2 separate regions of the Macaca mulatta genome follow, and region 1 is linked to region 2. A link is a contact called in public Hi-C data. All regions are on one chromosome and are shown on one strand. The core of a region is the stretch at or near the end of the contact, and the rest is flanking DNA. Distances in the headings are between cores, read along the strand shown.

Region 1 (6,759 bases), core at 3,582-6,081, 170 kb after region 2:
CACTGCTTACTCTTTTTCTGCCACCTCCTCAAGCTGATTTGAAGATTCTTCTATGGAAACCTAGTTTTCCTTGAAACATAGTTGGAAAAAATCTTCTGCCAAGCCTAGATCTCTAGGCTGGACCTCACCAATGCTTACTTCCTCTCCAGCTGTTAAGGAACCAACACGTTTTTCAAAAACCGGTATATGAATATTCACAATTTGGGGACTAGTAATAGCCCACCCAATTACTTTACATGTCCTCACTGTACCTTATGCTACATCTCCTTTAGGGATAAGAACATCTAATAGAGTAAATATGAAATGGTGGCATTTCAGTCACTAAAATAGGAAAAAAATATTGTTTGGGTTGGAAGCCCTTCCTGTGTGTTCCCCAGTGACCTTGAGGTTGGAGGACATGTGATATCTGTTCTGTTAACACTGGTAAAATAAAATTTTTTAAATGTGCTAATGAGAGAAACTACAAATACATAAAACAAATAAAAATTTGAAATAAAAGGGAAATAACTTTAAAAAAGTGATCATAAGAAAATTATGAAAAGATCTTTAAGATACCAGGAAATGGACCATCTGTGATATTCTTTTAGCCAAGATAAATAACACTTGCTGCTGTAATAATTGACCTCAAAATGTCTGGCTCAACTCACTGAAGATCTATTTATCACTCAAATCACAGTACAATGCATGCTGTGAGGAAGCTCTGCTCTAACTAGTCATTCAAGGACTGGTTCCACACTGCAGTCCCAATAGCTTCAAACACCTGGCTTCAAGGTTGACCTGACTTCATGTGGTTGAGACAGGAAGATAAAAGAGAATGGAGAGACACACTTCTCTACTGCAGGGATCATATTCCGTTGATGAGAACTAATCATGTAGCTCTACCTATATGCACAAAATTTGAGAAATGTCATTTAGCTGTCTTGGAAGAGAAAACAGGTTTGGTGAGTATGTAGCCAGGCTTTGTACCAGATACTCAATTTGTAGCTTGAGTATCACCAGGTATGACTCCAGAAATCTCTTGGGAAGCCTCCACCACTCTTTTTTCTGCCTGCTTTAATATAGAAATCTTCATGCTAGCACTAACTTCATCTCTTGCTGTTCCTAGGACGAGTCATGATCTTCCATTTTTTTATACCTTTGCATGTGATGTCTGTCCAGATCTTTCAAATACTCCTTCCCTTCTAACCTCCTCTTCCTCCAAAGCTAACAAACTCTTAATCTTTTAAGACCTAAGACAATGTTTACTTCCTTTATGAACTTCTGTCTGACACAGAAAGCACAGATCTCTTCCTAACATTCACTGAACTTATCTTTTACTTTGTACCTATCTCTTTTACTGACTGCCTAATCACTTAAGGAACTAGAATGTTTTCAAAAGGATTAAGTGTGCTAATATTCACAAACTAATTAATATGTCAGAGGCGTTTGAACCAGAGCAACTCCATCTTGAGTAGGGGCTGGGTACACCAAGGCTGAAACCTACTGGGCTACATTCCTAGAAGGTTAGGCATTCTTAGCCACAGGATGAGATAGAAGCTCAGCAGAAGATACAGGTCACAAAGACCTTGCTGATAAAACAGAATGCGGTAAAGAAGCCGGCCAAAACCCACCAAAACCAAGATGGTGGTGACAGGGACCTCTGGTCAACCTCACTGCTCATTATATGTTAATTATAATGCGCTAGCATGCTAAAAGACACTCCACCAGCACAATGACAGTTTACAAATGTCATGGCAACATCAGGAAGTTACCCTATATGGTCTAAAAAGCGGAGGAACTCTCAGTTCTGGGAATTGCCCACCCTTTCCGGAAAAATTCATGAATAATCCACCCCTTGTTTAGCATATAATCAAGAAATAACTATAAGTATACTCAGCTGAGCAGCCTATGACACTGCTCTGCCTATGGAGTAGCCATTATTTTATTCCTTTATTTTCTTAATCAACTTGCTTTCACTTTATGGACTCCCTGAATTCCTCACTGGAGGTCCAAGAACTCTCTTTTGGAGTCGGGATTGGGACCCCTTTCTGGTAACAAATTGCCTTAGCTTCTTAAGGTCAATGACCAAGTCTTATGTATCTTGGGATCTCCCATGCCTACCCAGCACAGGCTTGGCTCACATATTCAGTAACGAAGGAAAAAATGAATACTTTCCCCCTTTCTGACACTTCCCAGTTGTCAGCAACTTTGGTGTCTTTTTTTGTTTCATTTTTGTATTAATATTTTTATATTGTCATAAAATATAACAATATTTACCACGTTAATCATGTTCTAGTGTTCAGTACATGTTCTAGTGTTTAGTTAATAATGTTCTAGTGTTCAGTCCTATAGTTCAGTATAGTATGAACTACGGATGCACCTCATGCAACAGATATCTGTATCTTTTTCTTCCTGCAAACCTGAAACACTATACCTGTTGAACAACGACCCCTTTTCCCCTCTCCCCAGCCCCTGGTAACCATTATTCTACTTTCTGTTTCTAAGAGTTTGACTACTTTAGATACCTCCTATAAATGGAATCACTTTTTGTGATTTGCAACTGGCTGATTCCACGTAGCACAAGGTCCTCAAGGTTCATCCATGTTGTAGTTTATGAAGGAATTTTCTGCTTTTTTAAAGGCTAATCGTCCATTACATGTGTATACCACATTTTCTTTATCCATTCATCCATTCTAGTGTCTTTGTTTTTGACTTATGGGTTTCTGGAAGAGACTGATGAGAAAATATATTTTCCATTAACCCAAGAGAAAAAGTGATCCTGAATGCTGGAATTTTTAAGGATGGTTTAGGTTCTAGAGACTAAAAGAGAAATCAGAAAATGCAAAGGGAAATTAGATTTAAAAAAATTAGTGACCACATAAAGAATGTCTGCTATTATATCTTCTCTGAGCACGAGAAACTACTAAACTACTTTCAACCGAGCAATAAGGGCCCATAATAAAAAGCTGTTACCCTAGTTTTTTACTACCCTACTCAATACCCCTTCTTTCATACCCTCAAAATAGCTCAGTTGAGAAAAGAAACAGTCCAATTTTACAGAAGGGAAAAATAAATAGATAAAAGGATAAGCAAGAACTCTTTTTAAGACGGAGTAAGGTACTGGTTAGAATTTTAATACTGTATGGAGGAGTCTAACCCCAGAGTAATCCCTGGCCCATTTTGGTGTAAGTGGATCCCAGTGTTCGTTTGTATTGAGGTAGTTTGAAGCACGCTAGGGATATTCATAGCCTTTACTTCAGTGCATTATTATGAAAGAATCTAAAGTATCTTTGCATTTACATGATTATGTTTTCAGTTGGTCTGCGGAGCTATTATTAAATATGTGTCCATAATGTGTACAGAAAAATCTCCAAGTAAACTAGCATTTAACTCACCAACACATTAAACCCCCATACATAACTTCCTTTAAAAACGATCACACTAAAAATCCCAGCATTTAAAATCCTGAAGTTTTCGCTAAAATACGCTAAATAAAGCTCGAAATAGTAAATAATCCCCCCAAGGCGACATTAGCAAATTAATTGGTGTGCGAACAAAGAACCCTTTCTGCAGTGGCATGAATGTTGTCTTTATTTTTTCTCACAAGTATGATTTTAGAAAACAGCAGTAGCGCATGTTGACAAATGACAAAGCGGCAGCCGTGGTAAAGCACTTTCGGTCAAAGCCAAGAGGGGGGAAAATCGGGTTGCTGGGGCGGCACTCGTGCTGGAATCCCTAGCTTCCCTAACCTCCTTTTTCCAGTCCGGAGTGAGCGGGGGCCCCATCGCCCCACCCCCCTTTCCTGGCTCTGGTTACGGCCTTGCGAGTTGAACAAACTTGCTGCAGGCGGATTGGCGGTCGGGAGCTCTCGGGCTGGGGCGTTGTATTTATTAATTTATATTCCGCGGCGCCCCGCGCGGGCCACTCCTTTGTGTCCGGCCGCTGCCGCGGGAGCTCCGGGGCCTCGGCGGGGAGCGCGTTCCCTGTGTCCGCCCGACCCCCGGGGCCGGCACGTGCTTCGCCCGGTCCGCCGAGGGGGCGGAGGCCCCGATCTCCCCGACCCCCCTTCTCTGCCTAGAGGAGGAGGAGGAGCAGCGGCAGCAGCAGCAGCAGGAGGCGATAGCTGCCAGCCGAGGAGGCGCGGCGGAGAGGGGACTGCGGTCAGCTGCGTCCACTCGGGGCTGCGCGGCGGTCCCGCGCCCGGCGATGTTCCCGGGCAGTCTCTGAGTAGCAGCAGCTTGCCCCCCGCCCGCTAGCCCACCCTGGTGTCCGGCTCGCTTGCTGGCTGGCGCGGCCCCGGCCCCGCTCTGCGTCGGCCCCGCCGCGGTGGAGGCGCGCGAGAGGGACGCGGCCGGGGATGAGCGGATTGCGGGTGAACTCGCCGCCCGGGGGCCCCGCGAGGCCGTAAGCCGCTGCTTTTCTCCGAGTCGCCGCCCTGCCCTTGGATTTGAGATCATGTACGTACGCGCCGCCGTCCTGCCATTGTCTCTCTCCAGCGCGTGCCGTGCGCCCCAGGGACGGGGGCTGGTGCCCATCCTAGCCGCGCGCTGTCCCCCGCACTTCCTGTTCCGAGGAGAGACCCGCGCGCTGACCGTGCTTCCCTTCTCCCCTCGCCCCCTCTCTGTCCGTGCAGGTCCATCCACATCGTGGCGCTGGGGAACGAGGGGGACGCGTTCCACCAGGACAACCGGCCGTCGGGTCTCATCCGCACTTACCTGGGGAGAAGCCCTCTGGTCTCGGGGGACGAGAGCAGCTTGTTGCTGAACGCGGCCAGCACGGTCGCGCGTCCAGTGTTCACCGAGTATCAGGCCAGTGCGTTTGGGAATGTCAAACTGGTGGTCCACGACTGTCCCGTCTGGGTAAGGAACAGCAGCTGCTCCACGCCAAGGCTGAAGAAGCTTTTCTTTCCTTTTTTGCCCCCTCCCCCTTCTGCCCACTTCCGTGAGTGTGGAGTGTTCGCGTTACATGGGTCAAATTTTTAAACATTTTTGAGAAAATATTCGGTCCTTTGTTTCACTGGGCAGGGCACAGCCCCGTCAGAGAAGACTCTTAGGAAGATAGAAGGCCCCAGTGGGAATGTGGAGCACTTACTGGTACACTTCACGACTGTGGGTTGTCCCTTGGGAGGCAGCTGACAGTTGAATGTGCCAACTCCAAGGGACGGGGTCACTAAGTTTCACCAGCAGAAAGCAGTGTTTTTTTATGCCTACCCTATGGGTGATAGTGTAATATTGGTGTTCTAAAAATACAGCCTTCTCAAAGCTCAACACAGGCAAAAATACTTTTCATTGGGACAGTTCAGAAATAGTTCCTCTGGAAAGCAGAGGAAAAGACAGGGACTGGGAGTTAATTTTAAATGACTCATTTATAGCACTATTAATTGATCTCTGAAAACTTTTAATTTTAATAATGCAAATACTCTTTATGTATTAGCCATTTGTCTTAGTGACTCATAAATCAGAAATAATATTACTAATGTTGCTTGGAAAACTTAAAAAATTAAAATTTGTAATAATTGAACAAAATTGTAGTGAAGTGGATAAATTGTAGCCCGATTCTTGAGTGTTTGATTAAGGGAGAAAGGAATTTACTTTCTGACACATATAAGTATTTTCAGTATACAATAACATTATGTTTGAATGTTTTCCTTTGGTCTTATTTGAAAATCTCTGATTCTTTACTGATATTGGAGTTACGTATGTTTCAGCTAAGTTTACATTTAATAACAGAAGAAAGTTTAGTGCCTGAAAAAATACGAATTGTCATTGTGTGAGATTTCACATTTAAACAGCAATTTTAAAAACTGAATCAGGGCTATAGGAAACTATCATGCCTTTCTAAAAAATGTGTAGAGTGTACTTGGAAAAATTTTTTATGCAAAATTCCATGTAACAGAAAGAAGATCACTCGCTTGTTTAAGTTTTCAGTTAAAGAAGAAAGTTTGTTAATTTGGTAAAATAAAAAACAGACCTTTTCAGTTAAGAGATGCTATTAAACCCCTAGTTATGACAGTGATGACGCTGGTCATAAGAAGTGTGATGGAGAGCTTACTGACCAGAGTCTATGCAGGCAAATGAAACACTTCTTTTACTTGGACTCTTTCGTCGTGAAAGATCTTACAGCCTAAAAACATAACGGTTCAACATGCAGTTGAACAAATGTTTGGTGAATAGAGTAAACGTAGGGAAAATAAAATTAGCTACATTAGGATGTTAGGATTGCTTTCCCTATATTTAATTTGAGCTGTTAACATTTTCCTGTTTATATTGTTAATTTTGCAAACAGCAATGCTTGTGATCCCATACACTTTGTCTAGTAAAATGAAATCTTCCAAATGGAGAAAATAAGCCTCTATGGTACGGATTTTTCCCATATGCTGGTTGTTATGGTTTATTTTGCTAATCACTTTTTGTTTGGTTAGACTCTGGCCCTATTTAAGGCACCAAGTTTGTAACCCGGTACAATTTGCTGGGCTATAATGATCTTCAGATATGAGATTCCATTTCTAGAGTTGCTCTTTATAAGGTGCTTTTCTTCACTTGGTGGTAAGTAAAGCCCATCAGAGATACTAAAGCTGATTGCATTAATAAACTGTTATTTGACATATTACAGAATCAGAATATTACATAGAGCAGATAAAGCACAGCCTTTGATATCAAAAGGATCTGATTTCAGATTCTCACATTGCCATTTCAGGTCTGCGTGTCCTTGTTAAATCACTTACCTTCTCAGCCTTATTTTCCCTATCTATAAAATAATCTGCCTCCTAGAGCTGTGCTG
Region 2 (6,780 bases), core at 2,345-4,844:
CATAATCTATACTAATAATGTCCTATCTACTGTTATTCGCTCAATCAACTTCACTACTTGCCATTCCTAAAACAACTAGTGTGATAACTCAGTTACAGATTTTCTCTACACATTCAAAATCCCCAACCCTCTCTGCAACCTCCTTCTTCCTTGCTCTCTCAAGAAGTAAACTTCTTACCTATACAAATGGCCCCTGGGCCGGGCGCAGTGGCTCAAGCCTGTAATCCCAGCACTTTGGGAGGCCGAGACAGGCGGATCACGAGGTCAGGAGATCGAGACCATCCTGGCTAACACGGTGAAACCCCGTCTCTACTAAAAAATACAAAAAAAACTAGGCGGGCGTGGTGGCGGGCGCCTGTAGTCCCAGCTACTCCGGAGGCTGAGGCAGGAGAATGGCGTGAACCCGGTAGGCGGAGCTTGCAGTGAGCTGAGATCTGGCCACTGCACTCCAGCCTGGGCGACAGAGTGAGACTGTGTCTAAAAAAAAAAAAAAAAAAATGGCCCCTGACTTACAAATGGCTGAACTTACAGTTTTTTGACTTTAGGAAGTGCTTATCAGGATATTAAATGCATTTTGACTTACAATATTTTCAAGTTAAAATGGGTTTATCGTGGTGTAACCCCATCATAAGTCAAGAAGCATCTGTATTCCTCAAAAGACAGCTATCATCAAACATGAGTATCCTCTTCAAATTAGTTACTACACTACATGAATACTAGAGTACAGCCTACAACAGGGATCACTTCCTCCTCCAAACCACTTATTAACTGAGCTACTCCACTGCAACTTAAAAAATATTATTTTTATTATCTTATATAGACATAACCTGTCTCCCAATTCAATAAATTCTTAGATGTAGGTCTTATATTTTCAGAGCTTCTTAGATACCCAACACTTACTGAATAATACATATTCAATAAAGAGCTAATGATCTTCTAGCTTCCAAAGCTTACCAGTGTTAACAAAAAACTGAGTGACTGAGGGAAGTGTCTCAATCAGTAGAGGTTTATCGAGTCACACTTTGAGGACGCTCCTGGGGAAAAACAAGCCCACAGAAGCATCTGTGACCCGCACTTTCCAAAGAGGGCTTTGGGAACTCAGTATTCTAGGGGAGAGCATACAGGAGTGAAAAACGGTGGGAGGGAAGTAGGCAGTGAGGCAAATGGTTACATTCTCCTGAGTAGCTTTTCTGATAGCATAGTTACTGATTAGCAAAAATGTTATATGTTCACAAAAGAGTAATCAAAACAATGAGGGAACCTGAAATTATGAGAACTAGCTGAAGAAACTGGGGACTAGGGAAAAAATAAATGGTGGAGAGGGAGTGAGGGGAAGGACTGTTGAAAGGGAGAGATTATCCATGTAAAAGTGAAGAAAAATGAACTAATGAATGGTTAAAAATAGAGGAAGATTAACTTCAACTTAAAATAGGAACTTTTAATGAGACCTATTTAAAGTGGAATGAGGCGTTCAGTGGAAGTGCTTCCCATCGCTGGAGATGAAAAAGCACAGGCTGAACAATCCACTCAGCAGGAATGATTTAGGATAAACTGAATGTCAGATGGGAAGTAGGACTAGAAGCCTCTTAGATTCTTCCAGCACAATGTCTCTAAGGCTCTAAAATATCTGTCTTGCTCCAAATCACTGCAGCACCTGCTCCTATTGACACTGCCAAGGGGAGAAAGAAAAAAAGATGTATTCTTGTAATTCTGTCATCAGAGTACATATCCTGTGGAAACAAGGCTGTAGAGAGTAAGTACAGTTTATGGAATCAGACACAAAGTTAAATATAACTTTTATGAATTCAAATGTCAGTCAATATTGTCACCATGGTAGAAAATACATCCTACATTCCAAATAAATTCGAAACAAATTTGTGTTTATGAGGGAGTCCACTGGTATCACCTTCCACGCTGTATTATTATTTCATGTATGCTAGGTTTTGCTTCCCTGAAGTCTAACCTCGTGTAAACCGAGACTATTGTTTAGGTTTTTTTTTTTTTTTTTTTTTTTTTTTTGAGACAGAGTTTTGCTCTTGTTGCCCAGGCTGGAGTGCATTGGTGTGATCTCGGCTCACTGCAACCTCCGCCTTCTGGGTTCAAGCGATTCTCCTGCCTCAGCCTCCCGAGTAGCTGGGATTACAGGCGCCCGCCACCACGCCCGGTATTTTGTGTATTTTTCGTAAAGACGGGGTTTCACCATGTTGGCCAGGCTGGTCTCAAACTCCTGACCTTAGGTGATCCGTCCGTCTCGGCCTTCCAAAGTGCTGGGATTACAGGCGTGAGCCACCGCGCCCAACACTGTTTACGTTTTTGTGTGACCCGCAGATCTTTATCACGCTGCTTGAGTAACAATTCTGCTACACTAACAGATAAACTCAGTAGACTGGCAAGAAATTTTGTAATTAACTGCAGACAGAGCATTTAGTGAGTTACGGCACAGACTCTTCAATTTTCAGTCGTGCTCTGACTGGCTCCCTGTGTAAACTCAGGTCAGTCATTTAACCTCTCTAAGCCTGTTTTCCTATCTGCAATATAGTGAAAGTGAGGATCATGGAAAATATTCCATATAAAAGTACCTGGCATGCAGTAGATGCTCAGTAAATGCTTAGTGTAACGCTCAGCACCTAAGTGTCATGTGAGTATTAAATAAATCTGTTCCTTATTACAATTATCTTATGCAAAAAAAAACCTGCCAGATACTAGCATTCAGTTGAATTATGTTAAGTAAGTAGTACAACTCCTCTTTTTACTATCAGAATATTAAAACTACTAGTGTGATGTGCAAATTATATACTCGAAACTAGATACTGAAATTGGAATTTGGCTTTGGGACAGAAATCTTCTTCTTCCAGAACTCTCCAAAGGAATTCAACAGTCAAAAGAGACCGGTTTTTATTCTGCAGCAAAACAATGATATTCTGAACCTACGCCAACTAACTGAATACGTCGCAGAGCCCATTTCCCCCTCCAGTTTCCCTTGTCTCCTTTGCTCTCTGAAGGCAAGGAACAGCTATGCTTTCCCCCGCCTACAGCCTGAAACTTCTTACTAGGCCCCGCTCCTCGTCCCATGAGAGCACAGTAAATCCTGACTGCACAGGGTAAGAGAAGCTATAAGATGAGACAGACTAGAGATTTCTCTGGGAAGGTATTCGAGGGGCTCTAAGGTATTCACGGCGCACCTGAGGCGGTCCACCCAGAGGCCCCACAAGGAACCGCCCTATTGAACTTAAGTGACAGCCGCGCCGCCACCTCATCGCCGCCCAGTTCACGCTCTCGCCGAACACTCAGTCACGCTTGCGCGGCCCAAAACGAACAGCCCCGGCCCCGATCCTTTCTTTCGCTAAGTACCATTTCAATCGCCTTTATGATCCCTTGTGCAAAAGCGACAGAGATCCGAACCCACCTGGGACAGATGCTCCTCTTCTACAAATGCCGAGTCTGCAATGAGAGCGCATGCGCCTTTCCCAGGCATCATTCACGTGACTGGAAGTGGCTGGGTTCTGATTTGCTCGGTATTTGATTAAAAAGCCTTAATGTGGGTAAAAGCGGAGATTTCTCTGTTGCGCATGTGCGCGCTCTCAGCCTGATGGGAGTTGTAGTTCTGCGGGTGAAGCCCGACGTTACTATCAAGAAACCAAACTGCAAGCTCTGGGAGTTGTTCGCTGTCCCTACCCTGCTCTGCCAGGGAGAGAACGCCAGAGGGAGGCGGCTGGCCCGGCGACAGGCTCTCAAAACCGCTACCAGCGATGCTACTGCTGTGGGTGTCGCTGGTCGCAGTCTCGGCGCTAGCGGTACAGGCCCCCGGAGCAGGGGAGCAGAGGCGGGGAGCAGCCAAAGTGCCCAACGTGGTGCTGGTCGTAAGCGACTCCTTTGTAAGTACCGCGAGGCAGGGGAGGGGCCCCCGCTAGGGACCGGAGACCTCCCCGCCGCCGCCTGTGCTGCAAGCTTTGGGTAGCAGAACCTGAGACATTTTCAAACACCTTTCACCCCGATGCAAAGAAAGAAATACATTTTATGTGAGGCCCCGTGTACTCACAAGCACACCACATACCTATGCAGGCATGTAAAACAATAGTGAAATACTGAAAACATCTTTGCAGATTTTTTTTTTAATAGTGACCTCGATTCGCTAAATTATTTTACCACTACTAATGAACTTTCAGTCCATACCCCGGTTTGGTTTAATTGTGTGGTAAAATAACATTCTGCATCTCCATAAAAGCGTGTAAGCTTTCCAAAAGTCATTTCCCAGTTCACCTCAGGTTTGCAGGAATTCATGTTTGGGTGAGAAGTGAAGAAAGTTTATTTTTATTATCCAGGTTTGTGATAATCCTGTTAGTGCTGATTCAAATGGAGTCGTTGGTATAACTTGATTCACTCCCCCGTATTCCAGAAAAATTTTGCGTGTGTGTGTGTGTTGGTAATGTGGCCGAATCCCAAACTTAAACAGTTTCTGAAACTTTCCCAAGCCAAAGGTGCTACTGTCAACCTTACCGAAGCTTTTAGGATGATACATGTTTTAAAAAGTGCTGCTTAGACAATTGTTTGGTTATTAATTGTAATATTAGTTTATTATCACTCGGTGTTACTGTGGTCACACAGAGGTTGGTGTTAAGCATATCTGGCACTAAAGAGTGTTTGCAATCATATGTTGTATTCCCTTTCTCATAGATTAACCCGTGATGATTAAAATTGCATAGTCTGGATGTGCCCATGAGATTTTTTGAAAATATTAAAGTTATCTTTGTGATTTAAACTTAGAGAATGGGCGGTACTGGAAATTGACTAGATGGCATTTTATTACAGAGTGATCTTGTAATCAAAGACAAATGAAGGAAGCAGGATTGTGCAGAGGAGAAGCTGAATTTTGTTGCTATCTTATTATGACAGTTCTCAAAACTAATATGGTGCTTCAGAGCTGCTTTCCAGTTGGAGTGAGGGGAACAGACCTTTCTACCTGCATGTTGGATGGCCACTGATTGTGGGCTGCTCCTAGAATGGGGCATGATGTTGGGCAAAGCAGCTGTCTTCAGCAGAGGCAATTGTTCATTCCTAAAAGGGAATTCGGATGTGGATCACAACATCCCAGAAACTTCTAAAGATGACTGAGATATTTAGGTTTGTTACTTCTTTAGTATAGTATGAATGCATAGATTTTTCTATATTTGCTTACATTTTTGGCATTCACATACTTGTTAGTATTCAAAGTGTCCTATCTTTGGCCAGTGGAAGCCCCTTCAGGTGGTTCTGAGTCCTTTTGACCCATCCCCATTAGTATTTGACAGCTTGCTTTAACAGAGTTCAGTGTCCACAATGCGTATTTCCTGCCCCATCTTGTATTTAGAGACCACAATCTGAGTGTTAGGGTTTTCATTGCATCTAGACCTTTCCAGTGGACAAATCTAGAAAGTACATATATTTTAGAAAGAGAAAAATAAATTGTGAGATTATACTGATACTTTCCATTCAAATTTATGAGTTCATTCTTTAATTTTTATACTTATATCTTTTTTGTCTTATGCCAAATATTTTGGTCTAAACACATTAATACAATTACTTATTTGCTTTTTCCAAACATATAATATGTATATATCAATGTGTTTGAAAATAAGACAGTAATATTACTAGAAATAATGCTAGTCCTGAGTGGAGCTTACAGTTTCTTTGAAGTTTTTGTTTTAGGTGTATTCAACTATATAGTGAAAAGATTGGTCTTTAAACTTAAAATAATTCCTCTGTCTATGATTATGCCAGTTTGGTATGCTGTTAGATTCTTGACACTGATTTATCATTTCTAAAACTCTACAGGCTAAGCTAGAGCAGTTCAGCTGATAATAATTGTAGGAAGAAGATAGCACATTTGTTTTACATTCAGGATAACAACGCAAGAGCTTTGCAGACCGACTCCCAAGAAAACAAGCAAAACAAATGAAAACACTTTATACATAAAAACTATTAAATATTTGAAACATTTAAAGTGTCTGGAAATTGTCCTAAGGGCATACACCAAATGAAGAAACATTTATTCAAGAAAATCCACTAAAACTTGGTAAGAACAGCAAGAAGAGTCTGTGGCAGTGAACTATGGCTTTGACAGAGGTTTCACTCACGTGGGTGTGGCCAAGAAGATAGGACTCCTCCCCACAGCTCCCAATGACTGGTTATCATATCTCACTAGAAGGGACAGGCTGTGAGGATTTCTCATCTTCTCCTAATCCAAGTTGGAGAGGTTAAATTCCTAATGAATGCAGCTGAGAAGTTGAGGGCTCCCTTACTTCAGTCAGCCCCCACTTACAGGACAGAGGCTTTATGCCAGGTGCGGAAGCTTGAGAATACTAGGACCCTCATTGCCCTGGCCCTAGCTCTGAGGTAGGACAGAGGTTCCATACCAGGAGAGACAAGCTGAGAAGATCAAACAAGCTTCTGCAAAGCAAGCAGAATGGAGGAAATAATAAGGACTAGAGCAGAAATTAAGGAAACAGAGGATGGAAAAATAGTAGAGAAAATCAATGAGACAAAAAATTGGTTCTTAGACAAAATCAGCAAAATTGACAAACAGTAGCTATGCTGAACAAGAAAAAAGACAAAAGAGCTAGATTACTAAAATCATGAAAGAGAATGGATACATTACCTTAAGAAATAAAAGAATTACAAGGGAATACTTACATATAACAACTGTATATCATCAAATTAGATAACTTAAATGAAATGGACAAATTGCTAGGAAGGCAGAAACTACTGAAACTGACTCAAGAAGAAATAGGCAATCTGAATAGA

What was found. Hi-C and Micro-C count contacts between places; a contact is called where the count stands out from the background.
Region 1: a Hi-C map of fetal cortex germinal zone shows a contact between it and region 2, with 4 times the contacts expected there. The contact joins the promoter of SPATA9 here to the promoter of ARSK in region 2. A contact is called at or near these places in 2 of 14 Hi-C or Micro-C datasets (fetal cortex germinal zone and fetal cortical plate).

What each region holds. Positions count from the first base shown.
Region 1 is chr6:102,091,874-102,098,632 of T2T-MMU8v2.0, forward strand. SPATA9 (spermatogenesis associated 9) reads right to left here and starts at 4,832. Exons shown (of 5, transcript XM_078004996.1): 1 at 4,695-4,832. RHOBTB3 (Rho related BTB domain containing 3) reads left to right here and starts at 4,067. Exons shown (of 12, transcript NM_001260883.1): 1 at 4,067-4,436; 2 at 4,613-4,838. The coding sequence starts at 4,435.
Region 2 is chr6:101,926,509-101,933,288 of T2T-MMU8v2.0, forward strand. It overlaps ARSK (arylsulfatase family member K), which reads left to right and starts at 3,595. Exons shown (of 9, transcript XR_003730442.2): 1 at 3,595-3,875. SKIC3 (SKI3 subunit of superkiller complex) reads right to left here and starts at 3,448. Exons shown (of 43, transcript XM_078004994.1): 1 at 3,407-3,448.